Regions from separate parts of the Sus scrofa genome. Here region 1 is linked to region 2. A link is a contact called in public Hi-C data. All regions are on one chromosome and are shown on one strand. Each heading gives the region's core, a stretch centred on a gene start, on an enhancer-like site or on the middle of the called end of the contact. The rest is flanking DNA. Distances are from core to core; before and after follow the strand shown.

What was found. A called contact is a pair of places that touch in the nucleus more often than the background predicts.
Region 1: a Hi-C map of skeletal muscle shows a contact between it and region 2, with 4 times the contacts expected there. The contact joins the promoter of UHMK1 here to the enhancer-like site in region 2. A contact is called at or near these places in 1 of 5 promoter capture datasets (liver), 4 of 47 Hi-C or Micro-C datasets (alveolar macrophages, embryonic fibroblasts, retroperitoneal adipose tissue and 1 more) and 2 of 2 datasets of contacts at active chromatin or transcription factors (alveolar macrophages and skeletal muscle).

The regions. Positions count from the first base shown.
Region 1 is chr4:88,049,984-88,055,034 of Sscrofa11.1, reverse strand. UHMK1 (serine/threonine-protein kinase Kist) reads left to right here and starts at 2,100. Exons shown (of 8, transcript XM_021089503.1): 1 at 2,100-2,543; 2 at 3,870-4,162; 3 at 4,774-4,965. The coding sequence starts at 2,276.
Region 2 is chr4:87,976,940-87,982,467 of Sscrofa11.1, reverse strand. It overlaps UAP1 (UDP-N-acetylhexosamine pyrophosphorylase), which reads left to right. Exons shown (of 10, transcript XM_001928643.6): 3 at 2,876-3,080. Among named protein-coding and RNA genes, the nearest start is that of UAP1, 14 kb to the left of the region's middle. Within about 2 kb of position 3,842, at least 11 of the 83 cell types and tissues checked have an H3K27ac peak or open chromatin away from gene starts, as enhancers often do. A contact at or near this core is called in skeletal muscle, where this site is marked.

The DNA of each region.
Region 1 (5,051 bases), core at 851-3,350, 74 kb before region 2:
TGGGTACGGTAAGTGATGTGCTCTGCTAATTAGAGCATAACTATATACAACTTGTCTCTAAGGCAATTTTATAATAATGTTAAATTTTACAGACATGAATTACATATTTATTCCTTTCTAGTTTATAGTGTTTTACTGCTACATGATAAATTACTCCAAAACTTAGCAACTTAATACTAAACATTCGTTGTCACACATAATTTCTGTAGGATTCAATTCAGAAGTGGCTTAGAGAGGTGATTCTAGCTTAGGGTTCTTTCAAGAGTGTGCAGTCAAGATTTCAGCTAGACCTGCAGTCATTCTGCAGGGACTGGAAAGTCTTTGACGGGGACTGGAAAACCTTCTTCCAAGATGCCTCACTCATATGACTGTTGGCGAGGGGCCTCAGTTCCTTACCATGGCCATAGCGGTCTTGAGGGGCTTCATGTTAAGGCAGCTAGTTTCCCCAAAAACAAGTGATCAAAGAGATAACAAGATAGAAGCTTCAACATCTTTTATGACCTAGAAAGTCACACGCCATTATTTACACACTATCCTATTGCTTACACAGATCAACCCTATTCAATGTGAGAGGAGATGATAACAGAAAGTGAATATTAGGAGACTAGGAACATTGGGGGCCAGTTTGAAGACTAGCTACCACAGAGTCATTACTTTCATTTTTGAAGGGGTTGGAAAAACATAATTAAAATCTACTGCAGAATATTTTCAGACCGATAACTTCTGATTCTAGCATTTGGGGAAAAAGTTTAAATGCAACCAAGACATGGATTATAACAATGGATACTTTTCACAAAGGAGAACCTAATCAACTTCTAGAAATTCAGCATTTGCTATCTCTGATTATAATACATTCAATTTCAACAAAATAGACTGAAATGAAATGCTTCTTTTTACTCACACTTTTCTAATGGGTGAATTGCTAAGAGTTCCTCTACAGAGTTCTAGCAATTTACCTGCGCCTCCTTTTTACCTTGACCCTTGGATTATAATTATATACACATCTAATTCATTCTACCAACTCAAAATTTTTGAAATCATGGTTAATTTCTATTTCGAATCTCCTCTCTATTCATGACCTAAGTTCCCTTCCACACCTCAGCTTCTCCACTTTGCCTTCCCCTTTATATAAGCAAATAAATGTCTGTGTTCACTGCCTTAGGGGAGCTTGTGAGTTTTGTTTTTTGTATCACAAAAGCCCAAGTTCTCAAGAGATTAGTTGAGACTTCAGCTATAGAAGAAAATGATTGTTAGAAATGGCAGAGAGTGCAGAGAACTTTTCCTAATCCAGACCCTGAAAGGGTCATACAGACAGAAATAAGGCATATTTCAGTGGCAACCTGGCAAGACAATAACCAATGATACTGAAAAGCAGAGCTCAACCCCTCAATCCCCACATAAACCACCTCATTTACCTGGAAACTTGGACAAAACCTGAGGAAAAGGTGATGGAGGCAAATGGTCATACTAATTTTGTGCCACCCCATCTGAATGGAGCTTGAAAAAGTTGAACACAGAATAATAAGGAAGAATACATTTATTACACATCCTCGTTTGTGGACCGAGATTCCGATTTTTTACACTTGTTAATAAAAAATTGTCAAATGAGTAAAAAAAATCGAATGAATAAATGAAAAACAAACGTTTGTAAAAGATCCACGTTTGCCCAGGGAGGCTGCTTTTTGACTAGGCAGCCAAAGGCAAAGGAAACTAAGAGAAGCACAGAAGCCTGGGCATCCGGAATTATAACCACTAGGGAACAGAGCGAGGAGGTGGTGGTAAATCCATTCCTTTAGCAACTGGGGTATTTCCTTTGGATCCTGGCTATGAGACATGTAGGCAGGGTTTTACTTTCCAAGCTTCCCAAAGGTGAGGTGGGGTGCCTCAGCAAGAACAAAAATAAGTTTTAGTTTTAGGTGACTGTGTGTGAAAGCGGTTAACATTGGGCCTAGAATATTAAGAACTCTCTAACGCTTAACTCTCTCCCTCAGTCCTTTCCTCCAAACCTAATTCACCTAATCAATTCTAGACTCCGCCCTTTCTGGGCCCGCCCTTCAGCTTGTAAGATTGGCTCTTCCTCCATTTCCGGCTTCTGGGACCCGGGCGCAGACGGCTTCCGGTGTCATGGCGGCCTGAGGTCCCGGCAGTCGGTGAGGCGGCTGCAGGCCCCTCCCTGCAGAGCCGCTGGTCCGGCGGGCGGGGATGTGACCGAGGGCCCTGCCGGCCTGCCTCGGGCGTCGCGTCAGCTCCGTGTCAGTGCCCTCAGTCCACACCGATGGCTGGATCCGGCTGTGCGTGGGGCGCGGAGCCGCCGCGGTTTCTGGAAGCTTTCGGGCGGCTGTGGCAGGTACAGAGCCGCCTGGGTAGCGGCTCCTCTGCCTCGGTGTATCGGGTGCGCTGCTGCGGCACTCCTGGCTCACCCCCCGGCGCCCTGAAGCAGTTCTTACCGCCAGGAACCACCGGGGCTGCGGCCTCGGCCGCCGAGTATGGTTTCCGCAAAGAGAGGGCAGCGTTGGAACAGTTGCAGGGTCACAGGAACATCGGTAATTGCCAATATCTCCCTTCTCTTCTTAACCAGGTCTCAGAGCAAGCGTACACTCCCCCTCTCGGCCTAGCGTACGGTCTTCTGTCTTTTAGGCGGGAGAAGTAGGTCCGGCCCTGGCCTTATCACCCAACCCAGGACCCTTTCCCATCCCCCTTTCACTCTCATACTGACTGTAATACGGTGGGCCGCTTTGCCCAGTGTTCTATAGTAGATGCTCAATAAATTCTGTTTTGCTTCAGTTCTGTTTGGAAAATGCTGCACTTACTAGCACAGAGAATTATCTTCTGTAGTGAAAGGAGGCATGTCTTTACTAGATTGTCATGTCTTGTTCGGAAATTTTTGAATCTTTGCATACCAGTGAAAAATGGGAGATAGTTCTAGTACTTGTGACGTCAATGCTAATAGCTGATATAGATGTTACCTGATACATAATTTTTGTATGGATTTGGGAGAAATGACTCCCAAATTTTTCATAAGAATCCTTATAGAAATGTGAAAATGATACATACGCACTTTATACTTTTACCCACTTAAGACCATGTTTCATGATTCAGATATTCACAATGTAAGATATGTAATGATTACTGATGATTGAGCTGTGAAAATAGTTTTCATTGCTAATACACCAACAGAGAGCATTTAATTATGACTTTGGCTCATAGATATATTACTTACTGACAAGCATGATCCATATTTATTGTGAATAGTGACCTTTTTAATATTACCATTTGGAGAAGAATTTCTTAATAGTGTTGCCCCCCCTTTTTTTTCTTTTTTAAGGTTTCCTGAATGATGTAGGTAAAATCTGATATTTAAGAGGGAAATATTTTACATTTTTATAGGCCTAAGGACTTGTTGACTCTAAAAGATTAGGTTAAAATGTCATCTTGAATGTCTTGACCTCTCCTTTTAATATTTAATTATATAGTGCTATTTTGGATCAAGAACCAATCTTCAGTTTTGGTTTTGTACATTGTGACATTTGCCTTAAGAATACTTAGTATTTGGATTTTTCTTTTGCTCATTTTTGCTTGGCACCCAAAGTGCATATTCACTCATCTCTGAGTGCTTGGGAAGCACAATTTTAATTATGTGCCATATTTAATATCTTTGAATTGTAATCCACTGTTGAAGGTCCTCTTATTTTATTAAAATAAAATAACCCACTTGCCCAAAAATCTTACTAATGGGAAAAATAAATTACGGTGGCTTGCTTGCTCATAACATTAATCCTTTTCTAGACTACCTCAAATTTGTATCTACTTTAGTAGTCACTTACTCTGAGTCTGGTTTTTAAAGTGTTACAATTTGTTTCTTTTTCTAGTGACTTTATATGGAGTTTTTACAATCCACTTTTCTCCAAATGTGCCATCACGCTGTCTCTTGCTTGAACTCCTGGATGTCAGTGTTTCGGAATTGCTTTTATATTCCAGTCACCAAGGTTGTTCCATGTGGATGATACAGCATTGTGCCAGAGATGTTCTAGAGGCCCTTGCTTTTCTTCATCATGAGGGTTATGTCCATGCAGACCTCAAACCACGTAATATATTGTGGAGTGCCGAGAATGAATGTTTTAAACTCATTGACTTTGGACTTAGCTTCAAAGAAGGCAATCAGGTAAGACTTATTTTCCCTCCTCACCCACTCAATTGTCTAAGCCAAATATTTTAAAATAACAGAGGTAGTTTAGTGGAGACTTAAAAGAGATATTTCTGTATAAAATACTGAAGTGACTGGGGATTAAGCAGTTAAAAAGAATTTCTTTGCCATACGTAGATATGTTTGGGTCAAGTAGGGGGAACTAGTTTGAGAGGGCTCTGGAATTATTAGATGTACTTTACTTCATAGAATGGTTGTTTTTTGTTTGAACATTTGGTTAATTGCTGAGTTACTGTTAATTTGTCTGATGGCAGAACAGATATGACAATTCTGGCCAACGCATCATTCTTCATGGTTTATCAGCTCTTTGCAGAGTGTCCTTATTTATCAGAAGTGCGTAATGGGCAAGAGAGTATCTAAAGAACTGAGCAGTAGTGTGGAAAGTGCACAGCTTGCCTTTAAGAACTGCCCAGTTAATGAACCAAAGAATTATGGTAGCCAAGGACTAAAAATTTTGACGTCTCATTTGGCAATAGGTCACTGCACTTTCAGAGAGGTAAATACACCGTTGAGATGGATGTCAAGTGGGTAGTTTTTTATTGGTTATAATATTTACTCATCTTCTTCAGGATGTAAAGTATATTCAGACAGACGGGTATCGGGCTCCTGAAGCAGAACTGCAGAATTGCTTGGCTCAGGCTGGCCTGCAGAGTGATACAGAATGTACCTCAGCTGTTGATCTGTGGAGCCTAGGAATCATTTTACTGGAAATGTTCTCAGGAATGAAACTGAAACATACAGTCAGATCTCAGGAATGGAAGGTAAACTGCACCAGTGTTTTGCTTTAGAGTCCTTAATCCCAAATTAAGAGTACTCAGTTTGTAATGATTCTCTTTGAGGACTCTCT
Region 2 (5,528 bases), core at 2,593-5,092:
TAAATGTTTGGGTGTGATAAGAGACTGCTGGAGGCAGAGTAGTGCTGGTGAAGAGGCCCTGGAGTCAGGGTCTCATCCTGATTCGCATTTATTAGCCCTGTGAGCTTGGGCAAGACCCTTAACTCCTCTGAGCCTGTTAGCTCTACGGTGGAGGAAATCAAACCTATCTCTTGGATTATAGTTACTGTTTTGGGGTCTACCATTACCCCTGATATCATATTTTCAAACTCTGTTGAGGTACAGTGAAATGCAGCAGAGAAAATAACAAGGACCATCTAGCTATAGGCAAGGAAGAAAGGAAATGAATGGTCAGGTAGCTAAGTCTCAGCTTCCTATCAAAAATGAAAATTATGGAAATATGTAACATGCTTTTAAATTATTATTATTATTATTGTTATTATTGCTTTTTAGGGCCAGACTACAGCATATGGAAGTTCCTTGGCTAGGGGTCACATTGGAGCTACAGCTGCTGGCCTACACTAGCCACAGCAACACGGGTTCCGTGCTGCATCTGTGACCTACACCTTAGTTCATGGCAATGTGGAATCCTTTAACCCACTGTGCAAGGCCAGGGATCAAACCCATGTCCTCATGGATACTAGTTGGGTTCATTATCCCTGAGCCACAGTGGGAACTCTCTTAAATTATTTTGATTGAAAAAGTTAAAAAGTTCCTGCATAATGTCCTTGGCTACACTTATTTACTGTAATGAAGATAGATTGTAGATTCGGGACTGAGACAGTTCTTAATAGTCTTAAGAATATTTCTTGGAGTTTCCTTGTGGCTCAGCAGGTTAAGGACCTGGTGTTGTCACTGCAGCAGCTTGGGTTGCTGCTGTGGCATGAGTCTGATCCTTGGCCTGGTAACTTCCACATGCTATGGGTGCAGCCAAAATAAATAAGAATATACATGTGTTTTTTTTCTTTTTTGGCTGCACCATGGCATATGGCATTCCCAGGCTAGGGATCAGCTCTGAGCTGCAGTTGCAATCTATGCTGCAGCTGTGGCAATGCCAGATCCTTTAACCCATTGTGCTGGGCCAGGGATCAAACCTGCATCCTGGCATTTCAGAGATGCCACCAATCCTATTGTGTCCCAGGGGAACTCCAAGAATATTTCTCTAAGTTCATGACATATGAGCGTATTAGCTTTAGGGAAAGCCTATTATATCAAAAACACATAAAGCACACAGTTGGTAAATTAGGCAAACACCACATACCTAAAGATATAAAAAACAGCAACAAAGATAATAATTGATACTGGCCACCACTGTCTCCTCTGGCTTGGCCTACAATTGTGGATAGTGGCCTGCCTTGTTCATAGAAATTCTGAGAATTTTAATGAAAGTATGAAATTTGGAAAATAGGACAAGATCCACCAACTGTTGCTTTATCTCATCTGACCTCTTACAGCTTTTCTAGCTTCCCAGAGACCCAGTCCCTGTGATGCCTCTCCCCAGAAGCTTCTCTGCCTTCTGGTGTTGAAACTGTCCACCTTAGAGTGAAGAAGTAGCTCTTAGAAATGGTATATGGCAAAATTTTGCTTTTGCTCTTTTTTTCATCCAAACTGAGAACGTCTGTCTTTTAATAACATTTATAGTTTCATTTATAGTTTCAAAAAAACCCATTAAGTTTCACGTCCTTATGAGCTGCAGTAGATGGCCTATTTATTTATTTATTTATTTGTCCTTTTGCTATTTCTTGGGCCGCTCACGCAGCATATGGAGGTTCCCAGGCTAGGGGTCAAATCGGAGCTGTAGCCACTGGCCTACGCCAGAGCCACAGCAACACAGGATCCGAGCCACGTCTGAGACCTACACCACAGCTCACGGCAACGCTGGATTGGTAACCCACTGAGCAAGGGCAGGGACCGAACCCGCAACCTCATGGTTCCTAGTCGGATTCGTTAACCACCACGCCACGACAGGAACTCCAGATGGCCTGTTTAAAAAAGAAGGCATCATGATCAGTTTTATTGAAGTATAATTACATACAATATATACTAGTATGTACTATACATTTATAGTACATACAATAAATGTACTAGCTTTGGAAGTCCCAGGTGGCACAGCGGGTTAAGGATCTGGCGTTGTCACTGCTGTGGCTCAGGTTGCTACTGTGGTGTGGGTTCGATCCCTGGCCCCAGAACTTCTGTATGCTGTGGGTGCAGCCAAAAGATTTTTTAAAATGTACTAGTTTTGAGTTTCTAATAATTTATACACTCATGTAACTGTCACCCCATCAAGATATAAAATATTTCCATCATACCACAAAGTCTCCTAATACCCTTTTGCAGGCAAATCCCCTGAACTCATTCAGTTGTGTTTCAAACCCAGGTGTCTTGATTTAAGAGCCTGGCTTATGTAACCATTGTCCTGCACTACTTTCCCAACTCAGGGTTTCTTTTCTTTACGTTTACTGGATGGTAGGTAGCTTGTCTAGTATGTTTGCATGTTCATTGATTAATTGTATCAATTGATTTATAGGCTGGAGGTAATATAATGGTGGCATCATTCATCCTGAAGCCTAGGGATCTTCTTTCATCCTCTTTTTCTTGACTTGCCCTATCTAAGTTGTCAAGTAAATTGTCAAGTATTGGTAAAACATTTGTAACATTTCCTGGTCTTTGCCTTCCAACCTTATCAGAATAAAAATTATTAATTCATTAAAGTATATTATTTATATTATTTATGGTTTGGTTGAGTTTTATAAATTTAACTTTTAACAAAATGTTTTTATTAGCAAGATACTCATCCATGTATCCTTGTTCTTTATGCCTTTTGTACATAGGGTAACTCTTTGCAGCTATGTTCGTATTTGTAGTCCTAAAGGGTTGAATTACAAAGGTTTTATGATACAGGTGTTTTCTTTTTTAGGACTTTTCCAGATTTCGCAGAACAAAGTGGCAGTTCTTCTTCTCGCCGGTGGGCAGGGGACAAGACTTGGTGTTGCCTATCCCAAGGGGATGTATGATGTTGGTTTGCCATCCCATAAGACGCTTTTTCAGATTCAAGCAGAGCGTATCCTGAAGCTTCAGCAGTTAGCTGAAAAATATCATGGCAACAAATGTATCATTCCATGGTAAGATAGATCCCTTTATGGGAGAGGGTCTGAACTATTGGTTTATAGTATTCAAATGTGTATTTACTTTATTCATAGGCAGAATTTCCTGTTACTACTGATTTTCTTGGGAGCTATAATTTACTATCCATGTTAAAGTAATATGTATTATAGCTAGATGATGATCACTATAGCCTTAGTGAGCCATATATACTCACCTCCAACTCTCATTCCCTACCTGAGAACCTTTGAGAACTCAGTCTAGAAACTTCATGCTGTTTGGAAGTTTATCTATGTATAGAATTTCTGATTGAAAATCAGTTTTTTCTGAAATTTGAAGGCATTGCTTTATTGTTTCAGCATTGCTTTTGAGAAGTCCACTGCCATTGGGATTCCCAATCTTTTTTTTTTTTTTTCTTTTCAACTCTTGCTCTGAAAGCATTTGGGGCCTCTTAGCTTTAGCATCAAGTTTCATGTTGACGTGGTATGGATCTATTTTCTTTTTTCTTTTTTGGCTACACCTGCTGCCTGGGGAAGTTTCTGGGCCAGGGATTGAACCTGCGCCACAGCAGCGACCTGAGCTGCTGCAATGACAATGCCAGAGCCTTAACCTGCTGCACCACAAGGGAACTCCAGTATGGATCTATTTTCAGTTATTACTCTGGGCACTCAGTGGGTTCTTTTACTCTAGAAACTCATATCCTCAAGTATCGGGTTATCTGGTCCTCCTGAAACTGCCTTCTCCCGCCCCACTGATTTCTCTGCTCTGGACTAAGCTTGGTCTCTGCTAGTGTGCCGAGTCCTCAGGGCTCATCTTGGCCAGCGTTTGTTTGCTAAATGCCAAGAGATTACGGGAAGTTCTGGTCTGTTTTTTAGAAGGTTTTGATTTAGTCCTTTAATCTCTTTCTCAGAGCAGCTTGGGAAGTTGTTTTGAGAGGGAAACCAGCTGTGTGCTGGATTCCCTCAAGTCCCTAGTCTTGTTATTTTAGCCCCAGGTGACCAACAAAAGTTCTGCTGGTTTCTCTGTCCTTCTGCCTGGTCCAAGCTCAAATTCCCTAGCTCTAGCCTTTACCCCAGATCAGCAGATACCTACAGGGAAAGACCAGCTGCATATTCTTAGCTCTCCTTTGAAAGACTCACCCAGTCTTGAATTTTAGTTTTAGTCCCTGTTGCCTTTGTAGCTCTCTGATGCATTTAAAACATAGGCTTTTTGTGATTTCCTCCGTGTTTCTAGCTCTTAACCAGGATATTGGCCAGCTGTGAACTATTTCCCCCTCTCATCTTGATTCCCTTGGGGATTTTTGAAGACATCTGTGTTCTAAGTGGCCAACATTTTACTTTCAGCCCTGGCCCCCCACCATTATGTTGGATTTTCTTCTCTCTCTTTCTTCTCACAACTCAGAATTTATGTGCTTTTCTTATGTGGAACAATTTAGCCACTACTTTTGTTATCTAAATCACAATACCCAAAGTTTTTGTGCCAGAGTTCATAATACCCAGGATAATTTGTTAATTGGGCAGATGTTGACTATGCTGGAAAATTATGTAATTTTCTTCATTTCCTCATTTGACAGATATTGAATGCCTACTTTTAGATACTGGGACTATATCGCTAACTGAAACAGTCAAAAATCCCTCCTTATATGTAGTTTACATTTTAGTAAGGGCAAAAGCTATTGCAGTCACTAATTGTGGTTTTAGATAAATTTTTTTTTCTCTTTTACTACACTGTTATGGGTTGAATTTTTGTGACCACAGAGTATAATTCTACTTTTATGATTCTAAATAAAGAGTGAACAGAGCCCAGGTTTCATTTCAAAATTTTAGTATAAAGAACCATGAGATAATTAGACTGTATTGCATTTACCCTTTCCTTCTGTTTAGTAGAATAGGAGCTTTTAAATTAGAATACGCTTTTCACAGAGTTCTAAAATGTTTTATTGAACAATTACAGGCTCTCTGTTGCAGGAGATATATTTTAATATTGCTACAGATTTATTTTATACATAAGGATTGATGAAGTTACTGGCAGAAATCCCCCTTGGATAGCAGCTAATGTTACCTTATCCAGGAATTGGATGAAGGGAGTTAATAAGAAACAATGCTCTCAGATTTTCTTTCTTTCTTTCTTTTTTGTCTTTTTAGGGCTGCACCCATAGCATATGGAAGTTCCCAGGCTAGGGGGTCTAATCGGAGCTGTAGCCACTGGCCTATGCCACAGCTATAGCGAAGCCAGATCTGAGCTGCATCTGTGACCTACACCACAGCTCATGGCAATGCCGGATCCTTAACCCACTGAGCAAGGCCAGGGATCGGACCCGCAATCTCATGGTTCCTAGTTGGATTTGTTTCTGCTGTGCCACAACGGAAACTCCTCTCAGATTTTCTTTAGCTTAGGAAATAGGCAAGACTTTATTTTGCCCTAATTCACATAGCACTATTACTTAGAATATCTACTTTTCTCTTGCA